2 separate regions of the Felis catus genome follow, and region 2 is linked to region 1. A link is a contact called in public Hi-C data. All regions are on one chromosome and are shown on one strand. The core of a region is the stretch at or near the end of the contact, and the rest is flanking DNA. Distances in the headings are between cores, read along the strand shown.

Region 1 (6,258 bases), core at 1,804-4,303:
TTAGACAGGATTAGTGCTGTGGAGAACAGATGTCTGCTGTTTGGAGGTCAAGGGTGACTGAGTAGGAAGGAGGGCCCCCTACTTTATGGAATGGCCATGGTGTGTGTCTATATTTATTTTTCTAAAGAGTAGAAGGCACAGATGAGAGGAAATACATAAAAAGAGATTTGGGAAGAGATCCAGATCCACACTTTAGCTTCAATGGGTCCATTGTGGGTCCCGGAGATGGGATTGCCCTGAGTTGGGGCGGGGCCTGTAGGGAATCACTGGAGACATTGGCAGAGGTCCCCCTTGCATGGACATTTGCCAGGATGTGTGATCTCTGGTCTGTGGTTCACTGGGCCAATGGCATGGCTGGATTGTGGTCTGGGGGAGGATGGAGGGGGGTTCAGGTGGAGGGTGAGCTGAGGGCTCCGAGTTGCGGGGCAACAAAGGGGTGTCCTCGTACCCACCCACAGATGTGTCAGCCTGAGCTAGGAAGCTGGCTTGGATGGTGGTGAGATCATGGGCAGATGGCCTCCTGGCCCCCCATTGGCCCCAACTGAAGTCACAACAGGGGACTTGCCCACGAGGAGACCTTAGGGCCACCCCTCAGCTGCGGGGTGAGGATGGCACCTTGGTCTCTGCCCTGCTGAGCTCAGAGAATGCCTGCCTCACCCCTCCTCTGTCCCCCATCTGGGCTGGCCTTTTAGCCTGCTTGCCTTAGGGAACTCTCGTGGGTGGGGCTGTGCCCTGTGGCCCCCCCCCCCCCCCCCACAACACCAGTGCAGAGAAAGGCCTGTTCCTGGACCAAGCAACACCTGACCCCAGCAGAGCCAGATCCTGTGGGGCGGCTGTAGGGAAGGGCTGGGAGTCACAGTGAACTGAGAACAAGGAGCTGCGGGCTCTGGGCTGGGCTCCACCACTGACTGCATGTGGCTGTCACTTCCCTTAGTCCTCCCTTCCATAAAGTGAGACATTGACCCGAAGATCCTACTGTGACCTCTCACGGACTGAGGAGAGGGACCCGAGTTAGAGTCCTCCTGTGGAACACGTTTTCAGACTGGTGTGGGGAAAGAACATCTGGAGTTTCCACTTGGGGTGCCTGGGTTGCATGTGCATTCCACCTTTGCCACCTCCGAGGGGCTTCCGCACCTCCTACTGCTCTTACCTCCCTCCTCTGTGTCCCTCCAGGGGAGTGTCTCGTCACAGGACAATCCCACTTCAAGAGCTTTGACAACAGGTACTTCACCTTCAGTGGAGTCTGCCAGTATCTGCTGGCGCAGGACTGCCAGGACCACACCTTCTCTGTTGTCATAGAGACTGTCCAGGTGAGCTTGCCTGCCACAAGTCAGGAAGCTGTGACCGGGGTTGGGGCAAGGTGGTCCCGTTTCCTTCGTGAGCTGCTGGGGTACATGCTCCAGAGACCGAAGCAAGGAGGGGAAGTCTAGAGGGCACAGGGCTCCCCGCTGAGGATTGAAGTCCCAGACTGGCTTTGGAACCATAGGCCCAAGAGTTCTTTATAAAGACTGGAGCAGGACTGGGAAAGGGTGTGGGGAGCTGGGCTCAGGGCCGTGTTCTGGCACACCTCCAGGGGCCCACTCACAGAGACCGCTCCATCAGAATGGAGCTGCTTCTCCTAAGAAGGCCAGATGCTGTGTGGGGCTGTGCTCTTTCTCTGAGGAAATGGGTCCTGGGCTGGGGCACTGGGCTGGGGTTGTGGTGACATCACTCTGTGTGCCGCTCTTGGCAGTGCGCTGATGACCCTGATGCTGTCTGCACCCGCTCTGTCACTGTCCGCCTGCCCAGACTGCACAACAGCCTTGTGAAGCTGAAGCATGGGGGAGGAGTCTCCATGGATGGCCAGGACGTCCAGATCCCTCTCCTGCAAGGTGTGCTCCCTCCTCCTCCAGGCCTGGGGCGGGTGCAGCTCACCTACAGAGCTCCTGCCCCTCAGCAGTGCTCACTGCCCACCTCTTCTGTGAGGAGAGCTAGCTTCGGAGGGGTGGGTATCCTCTATCCTCGGCATGCATCCTTTCAAGAAAGGAAGGCTTCCTGGAGGAGGAGGAGGATGGGTGGAGGAAGCTGGCTGGAGGCAAGGGAGCTGCTCTCTGGCATGGAAAGGGCGCAGAGGGGGAAAGGGGACCAAGAAGGTTTTCACTTGGCTTGAGCCAAAGGGGCGAGTTGAAGGTTGGGCCCGGTGGTTGGAGCTCTCCTTTGAGGTGGGAAAGGAGCAGAGGCTGACGTGGAGAGGTTAGGGGGTGGCTGATGATGCGTCAGACCAGAGGATATCGTGGGGCAAAGCCAGGCGACCCTGTGACCTGTGGGAAGAGCCGACCTGTCCAGTGACTTTGCCAGTTGGCACCACACCCTTTTGAGCAGCGTAATTGCCACCTTCACCCTCAAAGTGGCTGTCAGATCCTTCCTATTTCTTTCCCATGACCTTCATGGACCATGTGGCCCATTATCCTGTCATTGACCACAGCACATCCACCTGTGTTTAATGCTGTCTGAGTCTCCCCATGAGGTACCTTCCTCCAGGGCAAGAGATTATGTCTCCTACCTCGTCTCCAGTGAGAACTACTGTATTCAACCACACAGCATCGCTCAGACATGACGACTGAGTAACTCAGCCTAGAAGTGGGGTGCAAGGCCAGAAGGGCTTGGGGAATACTCAGGGGTCAGGGGTTCAATGGGAGGCAGAGCCTCAGAAGCCAAGGATGCAGAAGCCTCTGCCGCCTTCTTGTGGCAGTGGAGTGAATGGCAGGCTACGGCCAGGGTACAGGGGCACCTTTCTACGGCACCCAATTTGTACTACATCCTGATTATCCTTTCTCCTGAGACCCCGTTAAGCCTCATGGACATCCCCATCTGCCCCCAACTCCTTGATTTCATTGTTACAGTCCTTCGTGAGATACCCCGTCTCTTCCCACTATACATCTGCCTGTCACCACCCTGCCCTCTCCCCATCTCAGCCTAAATCCTGTCCCTGCTCTGTTCCAGGTGACCTCCGCATCCAGCACACCGTGATGGCGTCCGTGCGCCTCAGCTATGGGGAGGACCTACAGATGGACTGGGATGGCCGTGGGAGGCTGCTGGTGATGGTAGGTGCCCTCCCAAACACTGCTTCCCTGTAGCCTGGACCTTACAAAGTTCTTCTTGTGCTCTGGCAGAGCTCTGGCTTTATGTGGTGGGAGAAGAATTCCTCTATCCCCAGGCCCTACGCCCCCAGAATAAGGAACAGGCCTCTCTTGTTTATGAGAGGCTGGTGTTTGTTGTCTGGACACCCCTTGTTTGCCCTGGGGGTTCTCCCTTCTGGGGCTCTGGTGCCCCAAGGCCTTCCAGACTGGGCTGGCTCCTGAAGGGCTAGGAGGTAGCCTTCGGTGCCCAGCCTCCTGGCTGCAACAAAGCTGGGGAGCAGGGGTGTCTCTCAGGGGGTGCCCGCTGTGGGCAGCAAGGGAAGAGCCCATCTGGAACTCGCAGCCAAGGTCCCCTGTTGTGCACCCTGGGGGAGAAAGCCATCCTACTGCCCAGTAAGTTTGCCCTGGGAACTGCCAAATCCCTCCCCCATCCCTGGGTCTCTGTGGTCTGGGGGGCCACTTCCTTGTGTTCTCCGTGGCCTCAGAGTCACATTTGGGTGGCAATCCATAGATTTCAACAGGGCTTCCTCTCTGGAAATTTTCCAGAGCAGATGGGCAGTGTGGTTGCCACTGCCATTTTTATAAATGAAGGAACCCAGGCTCAGGTGAGTCAGGACACGTGCCCAGGACTACACACGTGATTGGTGTTGGAGCGGGATCAGCTCTCTGGCAGTGTCATTCCTGCTGGACCAGAGCTTCTCATTTCTTGGTCTTCAGATGACTTTGTACTCTTAAAAATTATTGAACACCCCAAGATCTTTTACAGAGGTTGTATCTGTCAATATTTACCATGTTGGAAATTAGAGAATTAAAATACATACTTATGAATTCACTTAAAAAATAACAATAATAATATATCGTATGCCTGAAACTAATATAACAATGCATGCTAATTACACTTGAATTGAAAAAAACCCAAACAAAAATAACAATAATAAATCCACTACATGTTAACATAAACAATAATTTTTTTTTGAAAAATAACTATGTTTTCCAAAGGAAAAATAAGGAGAAGAATATTATTGTTTTACATTTCTGCCAATTTCTTTAATGGCTGGCTTAATAGGAGACAGCTGGAGACTCGCATCTCCTTCTGCATCCAGTCTTTTGCAACATTATGTGTCATGTAGCCTCTGGAAAATTCCACTGTACACTTGTAAGAACATGAGAGGGAAAAAGCTGAATAACATCTCTGTATGATTAGGAAAGTAGTTTTGGCCTTGTGGACACCTTGAAAGGGCTTCAGGGACCTCCATGCCCCAAAGGGTCCCAAGACCTCAGTTGAAGACCATAGCGCAGGAAGATCTCGGAGAGCTTCTTGTCAGCCTCTCCTCTGCAGTTAGAAATAAAACCCATCATTTCTGGAGCAAGAAAGAACTCACCCTGGTCTCATGGTCTTTTGGTTACAGAGTTAGGATCAAAACTCAGGTCTCCTGACCCCCGACTAACTCACCTCCTGCACCCTGGTCTTCAGGAAGGGTGCCTCCCACCCTGCCATTGGCCATACCACCTTCTCTAACCTCTCATGTCACAGTAAGGGTGCTTGTGATCTGAGGGCTGAGCCTACCTCTGGAACAAGCCAAGAGGACCCAGGGGACAGAGGAAGATACTGCCTTAGTGGGGATAGTGTGACAGCAGGCCTGGGGGTGACCAGAGGGACTTTGTGGGGGAGTGAGGGTACTCACAGTCTGGGAATGAGGAGGAAAGAGAGGCTACTGAGGCACAGGTGGAGGGAGTGAAGACATCACCTGTTTCGCTGCTCAGGTCAGGGCTGGCCTTGACTACAGGCATTGCATTTCAGCTTGTGTCCTCAGAAGAACCTCATTCATTCACGAACTTGCTCAGTCATTTGTTCAACACATAGTTAGTGAGTGTCCAGAGGCACCATTCTAGAGGACAAGACTACAACTGTGAAACTCCGCAGACAAGGATCCCTGCCTCACTTAATTTATGTTGTACTGGGGGAAGACAGACGATAAACCAACCAAACCAGTAAATTATATCGTATATTAGAAGGAAATCCTGAGGAGGTGAATAAAGCAGAGAAAGGGACAAAAAGTGTCAGGGTCTGAGCATTTACATTTTAAGTAGGGATGTTAGGGGGCACCTGGGTAGCTCAGTCAGTTAAGCATTTACAGCTCAGGTCATGATCTCATGGTTCATGAGTTCAAGTCCTGCTGAGCTGTCAGCACAGAGCCTGGAGCCTGCTTCGGATTCTCTGTCTCCCTGTCTCTCTGCCCCTGCCCCACTCGTACTCTGTCTCTGTCTCTGTCTCTCTCTCTCTCACAAAAGTAAAATTTAATTAAAAAAATTAAAAAAAAATAGGTCAGGGAAGGCCTGGGTGCCTAGTGTGGCCAAACTTGAAATTTGTAAGGCAAACAGGGAAACGTTACTTTATTCTCTCCTAATGGCATTTCCTTGGGTACATTTTATATGGGTCTGGAACCTTCCACTAGATTGTTCATCTTGCATCCTGTGAAGTCATAGCTGGAAGCTGGAAGGGGCTCCAAGAGATGTCCGTAGGAGCTCAGTTCTAGTGCATGATGGTTTCAACACAGGGAGGTCATCTGGCTGTGTTAATTACATGCAGAGCAGGAGTCAGGATTCTGGGGTCCCAGACCTAGTTCCATCTTTGAATCAGGGCCGTCTCAATAGAAACCAGCAGCTGCCTCAAGCTATAAAGTGTGAAAGGCAGGTTTAACTCCCCAGCTTGTCTGTGAATATGCACTTTGGGCTCAGAAAGACGGAGAACAAGCCACATGCTGATGGCCTGGAGTTTGACCCGCAGAACTATCCTGGTCACCCATAGTGGGCTGCCCCAGATTCCTTGCTGACCCTACCTCCTCTGATCACACCACCTAGAGTCCTCCTTGGTCATGGTCCTTTCTTCCCAATGACACTCAGCGGCTGAGTCAAATTGAGATGGGAAGGTGTTGTTCTTTGTCACTGGGACTACTTGGACCATAATGGACTCAGCCTGCTTCACCCACACGTGTGACCGATATAAGTGTTCAGTAAAGGGGTGCTGACTTTGCACTTGATTCCGTGGGTGTCAGGGCTACCGTGACTCCTCTGACAGGCGAGGGTGCCACAGAGCCCTCTGGACTAGGGCTCAACCTGGCTACTACTTCCAGCTCTG
Region 2 (6,258 bases), core at 2,427-4,926, 190 kb before region 1:
CTGGGTCTGGGCCTCCCACTCACCAGGTGCATGGAAAGTGACTAAAATAGCGCTTGGCACATAGTCAGCCCTAATATATATACCGCTAATCTTTATGGGGCATTTATGGCATGCCAGGTATTGTTCCAAGTGTTCTCCACATGTTAATGATCTTATCTGACCTCACAACTACACTAAGACATAAATACTATTGTGTCCATATGACAGCTGAGAAAACAGAAGCTCAGAGAACTTAGGTAACTTGCACAAGATCACACAGCTAGGAAGTACAGGGTAGGATTAAACCCAGATCCCTTGACTTTAGAGACTGTGTACATGAGACTGACTTTAAATATTGATGGCATCGGGTAATACAGTAAATGGTTTGCATTCAGGGTCTCTGAAGAGGAGAGTGTTAAACCCAGCGCCAGAGGGAGGAGCCATTTTCCTCTAGCCTTGTTAGCTCTGCCCCTCCTGCCAGAGGCCCAAGCTCTATAGCCTTCTTTCTCTGTAGCCACAGGCCAGAAGAGAATCACTGAGTAGCGCTCTTGTCCCACTGTTGACCATCTGTGTTGTCCCAGTACCTGGTCTCCTGCCTCCACCATTATCCCCGCTGGTTGGGTAGGCCACACTTTCACCTTTAAGGAAAGGTGCCTTTAGCAGGGTTTCCCAAATACTTGTCAAAAGAGTGAAGTGGACTTGGAGTTAGAATCAGTTGGGGAGCATGTGAAACACACAGATCCCCAGCCCATTGGAGAGCAGAGATTCTCAGCCTTGCTCATATGCTGATACCCAGTGGACTTGAAGAGAGCCTGGGTTCTACCCTCTAGAGATTCTGATTGAATAGATCTGGGGGTCAGCCTGGACGTTGGGATGATTCTGGTGTGCAGAGGACGTTGAGCACCACTGAGTCTCCAAAGACTGAATCAGCAGGGTTGAGATGGCCCCAGGAATCTGTAATTTTTAAGACGGAGCTCCAGCAATTTTCTTGTGCAGCTACGTTTGCAAACCTCTGGTGTAGAACCCACTTTCTTCTAACTGGCTTTCAATAGTGTCCCCAGTTTTTCCAATGGAAGCATCTGGGTCAGTCTTTTGGAGTTGCGTCCCTTCTCAACCTCTCCTGGCCCCTACCTCAGTTTACAGAATTTCTCCCCTTAGCAGGCCCGAGCATTCTCACCACCACCCCCACCCTGGTGGGGTTCACTTCTCACTGGTCCTGGGCCAGGTGGTCGGTCACTCCTCTGAGCTTGTCACCTGGACCTGGGACCCTTGAACTCTGAGGGCTCAGGCTAGCCATGTTGGCAGCCACAGGATGTTAGTGACCTCTCATATCTGTCTTCTTTCCTCAGATCTCCAATAGACTGTGTTATCAAGACATGTGAGCTGGATAAAGTGATTGCTTCTTCCCTTCCCCTGGGTCACATTGTTGATCCCTCTCTTTCAGTGTCATATTCCACCCTGGAGTAAAGTTATATCTGTCATCTCTGAGCTTGATAGCCTTTTTTGCTTGCCTTTGGATCCTGAGTGTTATCCTGGATGTTAGATGCACATGCTGTATAGTTGGTGTTGAGTGAGGAGACTAGGGACCCGTGCACTGAATTAACTGTGTGCCCTGGGTCATATCACTTCACCTCTCTGATCCTCAATTTCTGTATCTGTGAAATGGTCACAAGGCTTCCTGTGTGGTTCAAGTGAGGTAGTCTGCAAAGGTGTGCTTTTGTGACTGCAAATCAATCGTGACACCAATGTCATCTATATTCATTGAGTTGGATAAAGTGAGCTTTCTCTTTCCTGGTTGGCAGTATTCGTAGGGAATGCTCAAGATGTCAGCAGCTGATAGTAGAGTCCTTGACTATGGTACATCCTAGAAATGTGCCTCCCTTCCTCATTGAATCAGAATGTACTCACTGAGAGCTTACCCTATGTACCAGGTGTGGAGTTAGGTGTATGGAGGTTCTAGGCCTTTTGTTGGGAGGTAAGGCCATCTACATAGAAAAAGAAGTGGGTAATGCTGGGTAAACACTGAGTACTATAACCTGTGTATGCTTTGGAATTTCAGAGGGACAGTGTGGCATTAACGACCAGAGAATAAATACTCTTTGGGGGGAAGGCCTGAGGGAGAGAGACTGCATTGACAGGCCACCCCTCACCCTGATTTCTATAGTAACCCAGCTCAGGAGGATCGTCCCAGGCAAGGAGGCCTCTTAGGCACCAGCATCAAAAAAGGGTGTCATATAGTGGTCACCAGATGAGACGATGGCCCCTTCCCTGTTTCTTTGCTTTTTATTATCTATCTATTCATTTATATATTTGTTATTTATTTATTTATTTATTTATTTATTTATTTATTTATTTTAATGTTTATTTATTTTGAAGAGACAGATTGAGAGAGAGTGAGCAGGGGAGGGGCACAGAGAGAGGGAGACAGAGGATTTGAAACAGGCTCTGTGCTGATAGCAGCAGAGAGCCAGATGCGGGGCTTGAACTCATGAACCATGAGATCATGACCTGAACCAAAGTCAGACACTTAACTGACCAAGCCACCCAGGTGCCCTGCTTTCTTTTTTTTAAAGTTTGTTTGTTTGTTTGTTTGTTTATAGAGTGTGGGTGTGCATGAGCTGGGGAAGGGCAGGGAAAGAGAAAGGGAGAGAATCCCAAGCAGGCTCCACGCTGTCAGTGCAGAGGCTGATGTGGGGCTCAATCTCATGAACTGTGAAATCATGACCTGAGCCCAAATCAAGAGTCAGATGCTTAACCAACTGAGCCACCCAGCTGCCCCTGTTCTTCTGCTTTTTTATTTTTTATTTATTTTTTTAAGCAAAAAGGCACATCCTTTTTCAAGTAGTTTCCTCTGAAGGGAGAGCTGGTGCCATGCTCTTCTAGAATCTGCTGCTCACTGGTAACCTTTTTTGGTGCACTGAAAAGGAATGACAAGTGAAAGCCTTCCTTTTTCCATTTCACTGGCCGGGGGCAGAGGCAGGGAGCCATGGTTTGATATGTCCTTATGTTGCCAACACAGTAAAAGTTGCTTATTGACGACAGTCTGAACATGTTAGGTTTCCAGATCAGCCCTCACAGATGGCTCCCCCATAACCCGCTCTCTTTCACCCTGGGTTCTCAGGCACCCCCTGTGCCACCTCATTCTGTTATTTCTTCTCCAACGTAACATCATTTGTCCCTGCCCAAACGCACCCCCCCCCCCCCAGCTGCCATCCATTGTTCTCAGAAAAACTCTCTTTGGGAATGGATGCAACAAGGGAAATTACTCTGGGACTGAGGAGGAAGGAAAGAAGGACAGGAATGGAATGGGTGGGTGATGGAAAAAGTGACTTCTAGCCATTCCTGGAGCTTGGGTCTGAAAGGCAATGCAGTGGTTGCCGTGGTGATGGCCAGACAAGCACACTGCTGTTTCCCCTCTTCTCAGAACTGAACAATGTTTGTTGTGCCTTTGTCTTGTACTCTAATACCTCAAGCCCATGCCTGGTATGGAGTACGGATTCTCTAGGTTTAGCTGCTCGTGCCTCAGTTTCCCAGCCTGCTCAAAGGAAGACAAAGAGGGTGTGCTAGATATTCCGTTTGCCCCTCTGTACTCGCTTTCCACCCTTCTCCACCTACTCTGCACCCCAGTGGGCTGACCTTTGTGGACCTCTGCTAGTGGGCTCTTGTCTGGCTTCCAGTCAGCCCACTGGAGGCACCCCAGGACCTGGAGGCTGAGACGAGAATGGGAAGGGCACTCATCCCCCTCCCCTGGCTCACTTGCCACTGGGCTGCTGATTGGCAGTGGTTTCGTTCCTTTCCTGAAGGCCACAGCTCCTGTCAGGTAGCCCTCCCTTGAAGCGCCAGGACTTGCTGGCTCCTGCTCCCTTCCCCTTGCTTCTTTATGCCTCAGAGTGGCAGTGGCTTCTAGCTTTTTCTAGCCCCAGAGTGCTTCACCATCTCTCGTTGGTTTTCTTCAGCCCTGCCTGTTCCTCCATGGTTAGCCTCTGCATCACAGTCTTCTCGGTCACCCCTTCTGGATGCATTCTCTGCTTGCCGCTGAGACCCTGGCTGATATATCTAACAATGAGGAAGGAAGGTAGCTGTCTCAGCACTCCTTTCTTTGTGGTCAGGGCTCCTGCAGGCTGGCTGTGTGGGAGGGGTAGCCGCCTCCGCCTCCGTGTAATCTGAGACATACCCAGAAGTCTACCCTGCTCAGAAATAGCCAGGCTGTAATTCTGAAGTCAGAGGCCATTTCTCTGAATTAAAAAGCTTATCTGTAAAGAGGCCACCCTTCCTAGGAAGGTGAGCACATGATCTAGTCATTCATTTCTCAACGTGTCTTCGTTTCGTCAGATCACAAGCTTGACTTAGCTTCATAAATTCAAGGGCTGTGTTTGTCTTCATTGTGTAGACATGGGTGGCATTTGGCCTGGTGAAGGGTAGGCTTAAATAAATATCTAAATATCTGGTGAATAAATGTATTCACCATTCAGTGACTACTTCCCGAGTACCGACTATGTTCCAGGCACCATTCTAGGTGCTTGCGATATATTCATGAACAAAATAGACAAAGATCCCCCTCAGGCAGAGTGACAGACAATAAATTATATGTATATATAATATTAGAAGATGATGGGTGCCATACAAAAAAAAAGAGCAGGATAAAGGAGATAAGAAGTGGCTGGGGCAGGTGTTATTGAAGTGTTATGTGGGGTGTTTGGGGTAAGCCTTATTGAGAAGATGACATTTACGCAGACCTGAAGGAACAGTGAGGTCTCTGAAGTTTTTGGAAGAGGAGAGTGATAAACACAGAGGGAAGAGCCAGGACAAAGGCTCTGTAGCTGGAACCTGCCTGGCACCAGTAAGACACAATAAAAAGCCCAGTTTGTTTGGAGCAGAGTGAACAAGGGGGAAGTGATTTGCTATGACATCTCGCTTTCTTTTCTGTGCCTGACCTAACATTTAGGGTCTCTTGTACCAGCCCTTAGGCCTCCAAGGAAGCCTCTGGAGAGCCCCACTGAACCCCCTGACCCCAACACAAACTTGCTCTGCTTCCACTGCTATTAGCAGCCGAATCTCCTATTGTTTCCTTAGTGTATCTGATCTCATGGGTAGTTGATCAGGAAAGCAAAAGCTCCTTATAAATTCAACAAATGTTGCTCCTAGGAGTCTTTAGAGTGGATCTTTTATAATCAATTCCATATTGGTGAAATTGAATGCAGTGTAACAGACTGTATTAAGAACAGTCAGGTTCTGTCTGGTCCAAGATGGCAACATAGGAGGCTCCTGAACTCCCCTCTTCCCATGGACTCACTTAATCTACAGTTACATGTAGAGCAGCTTCCTCTGAAAGAAATCCAGAAATCAAATCAGTGACTTCTATACAGTAGATAAATGGGAAAATACCCACCTCAAAATAGGTTGGAAAGACTGGGGTACACTCTTGCTGTAACCCTTACCTCCCACCGTGGCACAGCAACATGCAGATAGAATTCACAATTCCCAACTTCTCTCCAAGGAGCAAAGGGTTTGGACCCAGTATCTTATACCCTAACTTCTAAGACTTCCACTTGAGGGCTAGGGTCCCAAAATACTGAGCTCTGAAAACCAATGGGGCTTGCATCCATAGGACCCACAAGACTATAGGAAACAAAGCAATGGTCCTTAAGGAGAAACCTCCCCTCCCCTCCCCCAGGGCTCAGTGCAGAGGGAGCAGAGAAAATGTCCACCTCCATATTTCCCAGAAAGAAGCATATTTGGATACTTTAAAGTCTGCTGCCTGAGGGTCAGCCTTCTAATTTAGCACACATCTGGGAGCTAACTGTTATCCTCCCAGAAAGTGGAGATGGGAACCCTGGCAAGGCTCTCTCGGTATTCTCCCTCTGGCCTGCTCCAAGTAGCCCGTGTCTCCTTGGAAGGAGCTCGTGTACATGTTTGGTGCCCTGGCTTTTGTAGGTGCCACCTAGAGGACGTGGCCATTGATCATTTGGCTCTGGTGGCCAGCGCTTGTGTTCATGAATCCCACAGGACTGTAGCAAAAAAAGAAGAAAGAAGAAAGAAAGAAAGAAAGAAAGAAAGAAAGAAAGAAAGAAAGAAAGAGAAACAGTTCTTAACTAGCTATCCCTTTAGGACTGAGAGAGAGCAGACAGAAATGTCCATCTCTCAGTCTTTGCCTGAAGGAGATTTATTTGATACTTTAAAAGCTGCCAATAAGTTTGCATCTAGGTGCTGATTAAAATCCTCCCCTTTGGGCACTAACAGGTCTTGGCACATGCTAAACTACTGGGAGCCACTAAGAGC

Evidence for each region. A called contact is a pair of places that touch in the nucleus more often than the background predicts.
Region 2: a Hi-C map of skin fibroblasts shows a contact between it and region 1, with 4 times the contacts expected there. The contact joins two enhancer-like sites. A contact is called at or near these places in 2 of 3 Hi-C or Micro-C datasets (fibroblasts and skin fibroblasts).

What each region holds. Positions count from the first base shown.
Region 1 is chrB4:41,296,561-41,302,818 of F.catus_Fca126_mat1.0, reverse strand. It overlaps VWF (von Willebrand factor), which reads left to right. Exons shown (of 52, transcript NM_001246279.1): 11 at 1,174-1,310; 12 at 1,733-1,871; 13 at 2,983-3,083. Among named protein-coding and RNA genes, the nearest start is that of VWF, 50 kb to the left of the region's middle. Within about 2 kb of position 3,053, at least 2 of the 10 cell types and tissues checked have an H3K27ac peak or open chromatin away from gene starts, as enhancers often do.
Region 2 is chrB4:41,486,164-41,492,421 of F.catus_Fca126_mat1.0, reverse strand. No RefSeq gene overlaps it. Among named protein-coding and RNA genes, the nearest start is that of PLEKHG6, 31 kb to the left of the region's middle. Within about 2 kb of position 3,676, at least 3 of the 10 cell types and tissues checked have an H3K27ac peak or open chromatin away from gene starts, as enhancers often do.